Regions from separate parts of the Zea mays genome. Here region 1 is linked to region 2. Evidence: chromatin contacts called from public Hi-C data. All regions are on one chromosome and are shown on one strand. The core of a region is the stretch at or near the end of the contact, and the rest is flanking DNA. Distances in the headings are between cores, read along the strand shown. Region 1 holds the start of LOC103637735 (glycerol-3-phosphate acyltransferase, chloroplastic). Region 2 holds the start of LOC103637730 (lysine-specific demethylase JMJ706).

What was found. A called contact is a pair of places that touch in the nucleus more often than the background predicts.
Region 1: a contact with region 2 is called in a Hi-C map of ear, with 1.9 times the contacts expected there. The contact joins the promoter of LOC103637735 here to the promoter of LOC103637730 in region 2. A contact is called at or near these places in 2 of 25 Hi-C or Micro-C datasets (ear and tassel).

Annotation. Positions count from the first base shown.
Region 1 is chr1:106,174,544-106,180,516 of Zm-B73-REFERENCE-NAM-5.0, forward strand. LOC103637735 (glycerol-3-phosphate acyltransferase, chloroplastic) reads right to left here and starts at 2,551. Exons shown (of 14, transcript XM_008660557.4): 1 at 1,991-2,551; 2 at 1,030-1,127; 3 at 851-937; 4 at 670-767. The coding sequence starts at 2,270.
Region 2 is chr1:105,256,987-105,263,572 of Zm-B73-REFERENCE-NAM-5.0, forward strand. LOC103637730 (lysine-specific demethylase JMJ706) reads left to right here and starts at 4,187. Exons shown (of 11, transcript XM_020546447.3): 1 at 4,187-4,872; 2 at 6,118-6,496. The coding sequence starts at 4,870.

The DNA.
Region 1 (5,973 bases), core at 1,301-3,800, 920 kb after region 2:
TGCGGATTACACATGACCAGTCCCATCCGTAACAATTAACAAGCCGGATGCTCTTTTTTATTTCTCCTTGATTTTTTTTTGTGCAAGGTCAAATTTTGCATGCACATAGATGAACTGTATTTTCTATTCATCAATATTTTTTGTTAAAATTTTCTATGCACAATTAGAGATCCATACTTTTTCTTGGAGCATCTAAGATGATTTTTTGTTAATCAAAGATTCCACTCTCACTACACTAATAATTAAATAAGTAAACAAGTGACTGAAGCAAGACGATGTTGATAAATGAGGCATGGCTTCCAGAGATGCAAACGAAGGTTACACTATAGATTAAGCAGATATTATCTCCTTCATGATATTAGACTCGACAAAATGTAAACCTCAACAGTCAACAACATGCTGGAAATATCTGAACGAAGCATTTGTTTTATTTGGAAATTAGCATTCTGTCATTGTGCTACAAACTACAATAAGTTTGCATGCCATGAAAACAAAGGAGCCTACTCTATGCTTCCAGATAATTAATTCGTGGCAAATGAGAACAACAATGGTGAGTGAAGCTGGTAAGGCATGCTATCCACCCCAGTCAAAAGAAATAACTTCCAAAAGCACAGCAAAATTTGTGAATTATTTGAAATTAATATGTTATCATATCAGATTTTGTATTACCTGAAATCTACCAGAGGCCTAATGTAGTTCTGACCAAACATGTAATAGTCAAATGGTTCCCGCACAGCTTTGTGATACGGTGGAAAGGTAAATGGATTCTGCAAAAGGATGGAGGCCGTCTTAGAAAATAAATAAAATTATGAGAGCAAATTGTGATGGAAATCAGAGTAGACGGTGAAACCTGTACATCCAGTAGAACACGATCAAACAAAGCTGTCATATTTGAAAGCATGATCTCATATGCATTAGGATCACCATTTTGCAGGACCTAACAAAGCAAAACATTCGCATGACATGAAGCATAACAAGAAGATGATAGCCCGTTAAAAATACTGCAAAGATCAGCCCAGCAGTTCTTACTGCATTCCTGTAATTATAATACAGCTCCTCCAAGTTAATGGCAACATCTGCAGGAAGTTTTCCATTATCCCGTTCCTTTCTTATGTGCAAAATGAGCTCTGCACAACGTGTAAATAGGAAAAAGAAGGAAGTCGTCAGTTTGTCTGCATACTAGATTATTATATATTAAGGGCATGTACAACTCTGACATTGTTGCACGGTACTCCAAATATAAGATACAGCTAAAACACAATATCATACAGTGGACGTGTCTAAAACATGTGTCTTACCATATTCATTGTACAAATCAGAGCATTCAATAAATTAAATTGACTAATCAGCTAGTCTCATGTCTCGAGCATAGAGCTAAGACGTGTCTTCGTCAAGATACGTGTCTTGAGCTTTTTACATTTACCCACTTAGACACACTCGAAGACACAGCTCGAAACACCCATTGTACATGCCCTAATGTGGCATGTCAGCATGTGAAATTACTAGGTTGGTTCCATGCGACTACGCAAGCAATTTGGCATAAGGGCATGTACAACCCACATAAATGATACGTATCTTGAGAAGTATTAAAGATTTAAAGGGGTAAGTGCAAAAAAACACAATAGACATATCTTGGTGAAGGAATGTCCCTAGCATGGTTCTCAAAGTCTAGATACGGTTTCACACATACAACTCACATAAATAAACCGTATATTAAGGAGTTTTAGTGAATAAAATACAAGACTTAGATACATTGGTTTATACGAAGGAATTTCTTAGATGTATCTAGTACTTGGAGAACTACAACATAGTATCTAGGTTGTACGACTACTTTGGCTGGGCAGCTGTGCCTTCATTGCTAGAGTAGAGACACCAGTAGTGGCAGCGGATAGTGACGCAAATGCAGTTATAGTGCGTAACGATCCAAAAGAGATATGGGCAATATAAGCGCAAGGCGGACTGCATTTGGAAGCAGCAGCAGCAACCAAACCTTCCTCGTCGAGCAGCGACAAGGGTCCCACCACCTCCTCGGCACCCATATAGGAGGCGAGCACAGCGCCCTTGGCCGGGACCCGCGGGCCCCGTCCCCCTCCGGTAGCCCTCCACGCGGCCTTGGCTTCCAGCCGGAGTGCCCCGCGGCGGAACCATAGCAGCCTCGCCGGCGCAGCAACGATGGCGGGCCGCAGCGAGGCCAACCAGGGCGACAGCGAGGAGGCAGCGGAAGCGGGGCAGGCGCCCCCTGCGAACGCGACCAGCGGCGGAGCGTGCATGGGGTCTGGGGGGGGGGGGGGGGGGGGCGGCGAAGAAAGGTTCTAGAAACCTAATAATCCGAAAACCCTAGTGGGAATGGCGGCCTGGGAAATAGCGCATGAGTTCAGCTGAGGCGGAAGCCGGACGGAGAGGGCGAAGAAGGCGTCGACAGTCGACACGAGAAGCCTCGGCCCGCTCACCCCTGCTAGCAGCATATTTTCCTCGATTTTTCTGTTTAGTTTTTCTCCTCAGAAATTTAAAATAGGGCCTTTTGTGTGTGGTTAGGATTTGTCGAGGAAAATTATTGGATGACACGGCACCTTTCTATTCCCTTATTTTGGCACATACGGCATTGTGTTAGGGCATGGCTGAGCCCGTAGAACGGTTTCTAAATAAAAGATAAAATAAAATAAGAGAAACAACTAAGAGACTGTATAATACAACTTTGAGTTTTTAGATAATAAATTAGACGAGTGACCGTGTGTTACAACGGGAACATATAATGTCACAATAACTTATAACTTATATACAATAACTTTAATATCTTATAAAATCGTTAACAACAACCAACACAAAACTAAACTAATACAAAGATCAAATTCACTTTAAAGTTTCATACAATTTAGTGTGCAAGTAATAGCACATAAGCCCTTAAAAGATACACAAACTTTTTCGTGGTCCATTAGGTTATGATATCCCTTTTCCATCCTTTCTATCCCATGAATTAAACGCCACCACATTATTGTCACATTTAAATCTTTTCACACTATATCCCTGTGTCTGTATTGTCACTCTTTCTACCTTGGTCTGTTCTATGAACAAAAATATTGGCTGTTTTTTTTTTTGCTTGAGGCCATCTCTGACATGGTCATGAACAGATCCAGTCTCGGTTATATGATTTATTCTTGTTTCGCTCTTTGCAGAAATTTTTCGTTTAGAACGTCATCCAATTGTAGAGTTTGCACTTGATGATTTTAAAAAGGTGAGGTTTCAGAAGATTTGAATGGAACGGCATCACAAGTCAGCAGCAGAAACTGCAGAACTTCAGCAGACCCCTTCAGGGAATCAACCTGCAAGTGAAGGTCATAATGCATTTCTTGTTAGGTATGTGCCACGAGAGTTAAAAATTAATATAAAACATAGATACGGAACGATAAATATTACTATAATAAATAAAATATGTGTGACAAAATATCACTATAACACTAATATTATATTAACGATATAAATATGTCGACTCCAATAGAATGAACTGATGTCGAACAAATATTATAATATTGTATAAATTATTTCTAAAGAATCAATATAGAATTCTGAATGATAGACAAATATATCGATATTCTCATACACAAATCTAATATTATTTCTAAAAAATCAATATAGAATTCTCATAACTTAACAGATCGATCAACTGCTGCGAGTGGGACCACCTCCGGTGCAACGAGGCACGAGCGTGTGAACGTCTTCATTGATGGCGCAGACAGCTTGCGTGGTTAGATCCCGTCAGCGGTGGGTAGGCTCACGAAGCTCATGTTGATGACCCCGTTCCAGCTACTGGGGCTCACGGGCTCCATCCCGGACTACCTCACTGTATTGTCCAACTTGCAGTTCCTCACCATCTCTCACACTAACGAGTCCAGTAGCATCTCGGAGTCCCTGACATGGCTGTAGAGAGGCGACGATGCGACGGGGGTAGGGCTGGTTGAGGTCGGCGCCGAGGCCGAAAGGCGAGGACGAGGGCGGGGGCATGACCTGGCCTATGGGCGCCTCCCTTCGCCTATGGACGCCTCCCTTCGCTCTTAATAGTAGAGACTAGGTAAGTGCCCGTACGTTGCAACGGGAACATATAATATCATGATAACTTATGTACAAATGTGTGTTATACTGTTATGCGAAAAGATTTTGTAATCCATTTGTGATCCTAGCCATACATAAATTTTGGTATAGTACAATGATCAAGTCTTACGATGGAACATAAATTATTTGTTGAAATACTAACGCACAACTATTACATGAAAACGAACAATACATATATTATCATCGACTTTAGTATCTCACAAAAACTTTACCAACAATCAATATAGAACTATACTGATACAAAGGTCAAATTTAAAGTTTCATTCAATTTGCTTGTGCGTTTGGCGAGAAATCTCCTGGCCCCCACTTGATCCTCCCGCTCGATAATGTTGCGCACACGTTCCACGGCTCTGGCGAACCTTCACTGTTTCCCACCATAAGTAGTACGACGGTGGGGCATGAGTCCAGATGCAACGTCTCTCTCTCCTTTGCTGGCTCAATGGTGGCTTCTTTGCTCTCGGCGGCAGCAGCACTAACGATAATGGCACAGGGAGGGGGCCGACGATGCCCACATATATATACATGAGGAAGGTTGGATGGGAGGAGAGGAGGGATCGAATCCTCCCAAGATTCATGCAACAGAATAACAGAATCTGTTGGGTACAAAGCTTATGGTGGTCTAGTCCCACCGACGTGACTGACGACCGTGTTTTATGTTACTCTTCACCGTTGCAGGGAACCTTTTGCAAATTCATACTTGGTTAAGCTATACTCATACACTCTTTTTTTACTTCCATACAAAAATAGTTCACAAGATGATGTCTATTGAGGACATTGTTCTTCATATTCAAGTGTTTTCTGAAACTAAATGTACACGATGAAATCAGCACTGGTAACTGAAGAAAAATCACAGGTATGCCAGGTGATGCTATTGTCTAATCGATCAGCAAGAGAGTACGCTTAACTGTAGGTTGTAGCGCTAGACCATAAGCTATATGATCAAGATGTACTGCATCTGCAAGCATCCGTAGGCATACAAAACTCACCATCACCACTGCTGCGTTGTCCATGCCACACAAAACTCACCATCACCACTGCCACACAAAACTCTTTGAAAAGGAACTTTCTGTACTCCGCGTTGTCAACAAACATGTCAGCTGTCGATCTTCTTAGCCTGTAGACAATCTGCGGAGCTGTCAGTAAGCAGAAAGTGTCATTGCATCTTTAAAGTTTGACCTACAGAAATTTCACAAAAAAGTAATAGTCTGATCTGATTAGTTATTGTGCTACTAAATATTTTGCAGTTATTATGGTACTGAATATTGTGCTGCAGTCACTGTCGGTTGTACAGGTAGCTAGAAAACCTCTTCCATGGGCTTGCCGACTGAGTAAAGCACCTCGTTTTTTTATTCCAGGGATCCAAGCAAATTCTCCCCTCGGTTTGGGATGTTATATTCTCCAAAGCTTAGTTCCACTGATGACTCTCTCAATACTTGTTTGGGAACAAGAGTAATTGAGGGGTTTGAAAGGGCCAAAATCCCTTACTCTTCAATTTTAGATAGTAAGGGATTTTGACCCCCTAAATTCCCTCCATTATCCTTGCTCCCAAACAAACAATCAGTGGCCTGAACTTCTGCAACAATCAGAACTCCAGAGATCATGTGCCCTTAACTCTGTTCATTCAGAGTTAAGTAGTTAGTGCACAATATAATCAACCTTCAACTCCACCAGTAAGACATATCTCCAAGATTAATTAATATAGTGATTCCAATATAATCAACCTTCAACTCCACCAGAGTTAAGTAGTTAGTGCACACTTGGTGATTACCTCCTGCGACGGAACATCGATGAAAACAGTGTCAAGAGTATCATTAGGACAAATTTATTTCATACTTCACAAAATGACATACCTATTGGGAGATCACA
Region 2 (6,586 bases), core at 2,937-5,436:
CGCGTGGTAAAAATGTTGTATGTGGGACCAAGCCATGACTCGCCCAGCCTCGGGCGACTACTCTAGGTCCACAACAGCGCCTGACCCCACCACATGGGCATGTCCGGAGCCGCCACGTGTCCAGAGAAAGTGATATACTCCCAGGCATCAACAGTGAGCCCGGACCCCCATGGGAAGCTGCCAGACCCCTGGATATACAGTCCGGACCTCCAAGTTTGGTCCAAGACCCCCATGTGTATGGACCGAACCCCCTGGAATGGGATCCGGACCCCCCCATATGGGGTCCGGACCGCCCATAGTGGGGTCCCAGGGTTCCAGGACAAGAGCACGCCCGGACCTGAATCAGGGCCCAGGCGGGGGTCCGGTGCTGACACGTGTCCGGACCTTATCGTATACACTTCTGCTCCCCGCCCAGGCGGAGACCCGATGCAGCCACGTGGCCTACTGCACGTGACGTAAGCTAACGGACGGAGCCTGGCATAAATCCTCTGGGCTACACCGCCCCTGCATTTATTGCGGATAAGATGAGCGCCTATCCATTCCAGTGGCAGGCAGCGTGCCTGGTCCACGTTGCGTGGGCTGCGCTATTACTCATCATTACTCGCACGTTACCAAGAAAACGGTCGCCACATATCAATACTGCGTGGACTGCGGCCATCATGGCGCTCGGTGATTACTCAGGTGTTATTAGTATTAATTATCCACATAATGTATTCCATCCATTATGCTCCTGGGCCCACATGTCAGGGCTCAGCTCCCTTGTATGTGCCTCCCTTAAACTATAAAAGGGAAGGCACACAACGTTATAAGGGCACGCTTAATCACTTACTCAATACAGCTTACACACAGTGGAGGTAGGGTATTACGCTCCGGTGGCCTGAACCACTCTAATCTCTCGTGTCCTCGTGTGTTCATCGACCATCCACCAGACAGGCAAACCACTAAGGCCCCTCCTCATCTTAGGATTAGGGCGGGTGCGTTCCGCCACACGGCCGGAGGATTTTCTCTCCGACAACAGTGATGAACATATGTGAGCTCACTCTTGTTGTACTCACATTCCCCCTAGGTCAAGGACATGTACTACAAGATGAGGGGCATGAAGGATGTTGCGATGAATTCCTGGAAGTTCTAGGCCGTCGTCTCCCAGTCAACTATGGTTGCTAGATCGTTGTCTTCGTATGATGTATTTATTTAACTATTTTGTACAGATCTCCATTATATATTAAAGATGTGACATTCATTTCTGTACCATGAGTCATCATATGTGTGATACTTCATCCTAGCACACATTTGACACACACCCGGGTTTGGCCCCCCTAAATCTGGGTGTGACACCTATCCACAAAACTGACCCCATTCACCCTTCATTTGCCTCGCCAACAACCCTAATTAGGTTGCTAGTTTAGGTTTTTATTGGTCAGTTTCATCATCACCATCCACTATCATTTTACAAACTCAATCTCGATAAACCAATCCAATCACCCAAACCGACCATACCCACATAACCAACCCCACCCTTCCAGCGTCTCACCAAAAACCCTGATTCGGAGTCCAAACTTAAAACGTCCATAACTTTCGCCTCAGAACTCGAATCGGGCCCATTTTTTCAAATTGCACAGAATTAACTTTCGCATCCGATTCTTTCCTATTTCTTTGGATTCGTCGTTTTTAAAATCACCAAATTCGGCTTGGAAGTACGAGATCTCATTTTTCGAACATTTATTCCAATTTTAGGGCAAACTTGCAGAAATTCCAGAGGACGCGTCTTTGCACAAAAAATATGAAACTTGGTGTGTTCCTTATGTGCTTCTATAAAAGGGGAAAATAATAAAAAATATTTGAAAAAATAAAAATCACAAAAAAATAACGATAGAGCAAAAATTAGGGAAAAAAGAAAAAGTGTAGCACATAAGCAAAAAGGGAAAAAAGAAAAAGTGTAGCACATAAGCAAAAATGCCTTTGATCTGTGCACCTCTCTATTTGTTTTGCTCCCAACTTATTTCCTTGTTGTACCTAGACCCTTCCTACCACCTTTGGGTGCCTTGGTCCAACTGTTCTAATACATTTTAGGCCAGCAACTAGGACGAGTACTTGGAACACTTATTCAACACTGCTCTCTGTTACTGACTTGTGTGCCACATATATTTATTTAGTGGGCCTTCCGAAAGCTCCACCTTTTCTCTCGAGCAGAACAGGCAATCCTTTGCAATCACACCCACGGTCTTTGGGCAGTCACACCGGCCACCGTTTGCCACCTGTAGTGATGGTAAGAACCTTGTAAGAGCAGGGTAAGACGCTTTCATAACTTGTGTTCCACCACCACACCTGAGAGTAGAATTGTGGGGTTCATATTGTTTGTTTGTTGCCTTTTGTCTCTGTTTTGTACTAACAATGACAATACCAAAGAATATGCATCGACATGTTGGAGGCTCGTCCCCCACCACAAGCTCCATCTGCTGGTGATGTAGTGATGTCTCCTGTGGAGGAGGAGGACAACGATGATGTTGATGCACCGCTACGACGACCCCTCGCACGTAATCGATAAGGTACGAGAGGTAATAGTAGACGTCGTCATCATAATCCTAAATTAGACAATGATCCATATGCTAAGATTAAGTTCTCTATTCGTTCGTTCATTGGTTCTTATGATGTTGAAGCCTATTTAGACTGGGAGATGAAGGTATAACAAAAATTTAATTCCCATCTTGTTTCTGAACGAAATAGGGTTAACAAACCACTAGTGAGTTTAAAAATTTTGCTATCATTTGGTGGAATGAACTTGTTAACGCACGTGCTGCACCACAAACATGGAATGTGTTAAAAATAGGAGATGTGACTCGCTTTGTTTCTCCTTCTTATAGATGTGATCTTCGAAAAATATTGCAACACTTAGATCAGGGAGACATGTATGTGCAGGAATACTACCAAGAACTTCAGAAAGGTATGTTGTGAGGTGGGGTAGTTGAGGATCCGAAGGACCAAATCGTTAGGTTCTATGAGGGATTGAGGTAGGAGATTCATGATATTTTTGATTACAAAGAGTATCATTTCATAAACGCTTGTTCCACCTTTCGATGCTTGCCGCAGGCATGCCCACGGATGAGAACTTGCCTACGCAGGACCTAGAGGCCCATCAGCTATACCATGTGTTTTTTCTGTGCTCCGCCATGGGATACTACCAGGTTACCCGGGCAGAGGCCCATCAGCTATTTTGTGATGATATTGCGATAGAACCAAAACCCCGTCAAACCTAAATATGAGGGTACTATCCTGTCAAACGATGACGGCAGGTATAAATAACAACCTGGTAATTATATATATATATATATATATATATATATTAATTATAGATATTAATAATTGATTTCTTGCCAATCAGTACTCCTTATCCGTAAAGCAAATCAATACCTAAAGTTGTTTTAAATTATTTTTAAAGTTTGATTGAATTCATGAAAAGTGCAAGATCTATGGCACCAAATTACCACTATAGACACACCATAAAATATAAATTCATAATGTGTTTATTTGGATCATAAGTATTTGGATTATTTTTGTATAAACTTTGTGGAACGAAAAAGTTCAATTTGTATGGAAAGAAAATATGTATTAAAAGTCGTGAATAGGTAGACTTATCCCCTAGAGACCACTCATTTAAACAAACACTGAGCCATTAAAAAAACCAGGTAAAGCCTACGGCCGGTACTAGCACAACTGTGTCCTGCGTTGGGATGTTATCGGAAGGAGGGATCAGTGTGTGTGCACGGAGCAAAATGGTCAGAGCCAGCAGTACTACTGCTGCGGAGACTTCTCTAGAGCAAAAGCAGTGTAGGGTCGTGCCTACCCGGTGGCGTGGCCAGGTGGATAGGATAGGCTGTAAAAACTGATGCACATGCAGGGAGGTGGCAGCCGTGCTTCATCCGCGCCTCTCTCTCCTCTCTCTCTCTCTGGGTCAAATGAGCAGTTAGTTAAACGCAACCACCCTGGCAACGGGGGACGAGAAACAAATGCAGAGCGGTTGCTCTGCTGTCTTCTCTTCGGCTGGAGGGTGTGCAAATGAACGACGCGGTTCCGTTAGCGGTGGGCGTTTGGTGGAACCACCTCTGAATTCTCACCCCCCGTGGGCCGTGGTCGTCCATCCCGCGGGCGCGGCCACGGGAACGAGGCGGACGGACGGGGCTCGCACGACAACCAACACACGACACGACACAACACAAGCGAGAGGAGAAAAGAAGAGCGAGCGCGGAAAGGAGGCCACGGGGCGGGCGGTCGGGCGGTAGTACCCAAGCACAACCAGCCCATCCGCGTCTCGCTCGCCTTCTCTCTCTCACACACACACACGGGCGAGTGGCGACGGCCTCTCAGCCCAGTTGCCCCCCTTTTCCGGTTCGGTTGGTTGGCTCGGCTGCGTTTTCCCCAAAACGCCCCCCCTGTTCTTGTCCATGTCGTTCGTCTTCGGTTGCTCCAACCGAACCTCCCTCCTCCCCACCCCCCATAAAAGTAACCACCACCCGCGTCTCCCCCGTTCCGTCCCGTCCCGTCCCGTTTACTCCACCCCTCATCTCTCCTTCCGCCTCCTCCCCCTTCCCCCCGCGGGTGGTCGCCGGCCACCGCCGGTGGGGCCCACTGCCCGGTGCTCCCATTGCTGGCCTGGCCCTCCCCACCGCCTCTGTCCGGCCGGCGTCGCGCGCGAAACCAACCGACCCCAAGGAGAGAGAGGGAGAGTGAGAGGAACAGGAGGAGACCGCCTGCCTCGGATCCCCGGCCTCTCCCGCGCGCCGGGGGGACCTCCGGAGGTGAATGTGGGACCTGTGCCGCCGGGGATTTCTCTAGAGGCTTCTCCGACCCACCGCCCTGCGACGCGAACGCGACATGGTGAATCCTCCCCCCCTCCTGTAGATCTGCGTCAATTTCCTCCTCCACTCGCGCGCTTTTTCCTCCAGTCGCCGCGGCAATTAATCACCACCAACACTACTACTAGTAGTATCGTATCGCCTGGTTAGTGGTTACTGTTTGATTCCTCGTCCCCCCGTCTTCCTCTGTTTTCGCCTGTTTTAACGCCAAAAACCAAACGGAATTAGATTCTCTTATATCTAGATTTCATTAATTGATTAACGGCCCAACCCGTGGATTTTGCTTCCAATTGCAACAATTCGGCAGAAAACCTCCCTAGACAGCCGTGGATTGCTTCTTGTACGTGCCAGCTTTTTCCTACCCAACTCGTTAATTTCGTCAGTTTGCCGCCTCCTGATGAATTTCTGCTCCGTCAATGCAGGAAAAGTAGGAGTCCTTTTTTTATCCGTCAGGGAAAACTCGTCAAATCCGGTCCCTATTAGGAATTAGGGCCACGTTCCCCCTCTCCCATACGGCTATTGGTTTTCACCGCTAGGGTGCTTGTTTTCGCCTCGTTTTCGTTTTGTGCTGGTAGTATATATGAGGTTGCAGAGATACTCCTGCCGAACCGCTAGTACAAGTCAAGTTACGGTTCGTTGTCCGATTCTTGACGTGTGAGCGTTTTTGTGCGCCACCTCCACCGCCCTTTTTCCACAAATTCCTTCTCCTTCGGCTTCACCACCATGGTCGTCACGCATGTGCGTAATTGCCTACTTTGACCGCGTCTGCGGTCTGCTAGGAAGATTTCTCTTCTTTTCTTTCTTCGCGGAGTAGGGGTACACGCCATTTTTTATGCGTTCTCATTACGCTGATACCTCTTAGTTCTAGTTCCGAGGAAAGTTTAGTTGATGACTTAATCATGTTTTATTTGTTACTGCTATTATCGCTAAGCATCTTGCACTGTTATGGATAATTGATTGATTATACAAGCTAGAGCGCGTGGCTGCTAAAAATCATATTGCAAACTGATTGTGACTATGGGCGTGGTAGGGAAACAACCCCAGGAATATCAACGTGCCGTGTTTGGTTTCGGTACCTACAGCTTTCTTGACTTGGTTGCCGAGTTACTGCTCTTTTGGTACTACATAAGACCAATCTGTGGTATCCAAACAATTGGTGCTGTTTCAGTCTGCTGTCTCTGTTGGTCAATGTCTACTTGTAATACCGAACTGCAGTAAATGATAGTTTTGTTTGACTGCAAAATTGACTAGTTTACCTACGCCTTAGGTGGAGGGTAGGAGCTATCTCCCTGCAGAGGTCAGGAACGGCCTCGAGACCCTGAAGCGGAGGAGGCTCGAGAGAGTGCGTTTGAGTGCTCAGAACGAAGCTGGCGACAATCCTGCTGTGGCTGCGAGAAGTGGCGGTGATGCCTTGCGGAGCCCCGCTAACTGTGGAGTCAGATTGCATTCCAACAACAGTACAGGTTTACCTGGAAATGTCCATGACAAGAGTCCTTTTGCAAAGCGCAAGGTGGAGAAGTTTGATATGTCCAACCTTGAGTGGATAGACAAGATTCCAGAGTGCCCTGTGTATTGTCCCACCAAGGAGGAATTTGAGGATCCCATTGCATATATACAGAAGATTTCACCTGAGGCTGCTAAATATGGTACAGTTGCTTTATTTAGCAAAATATGTATATGATCATTTTTCACTCATTGGTCCAATGGTCTTGCTAGACATTTTGAATAACTATGAC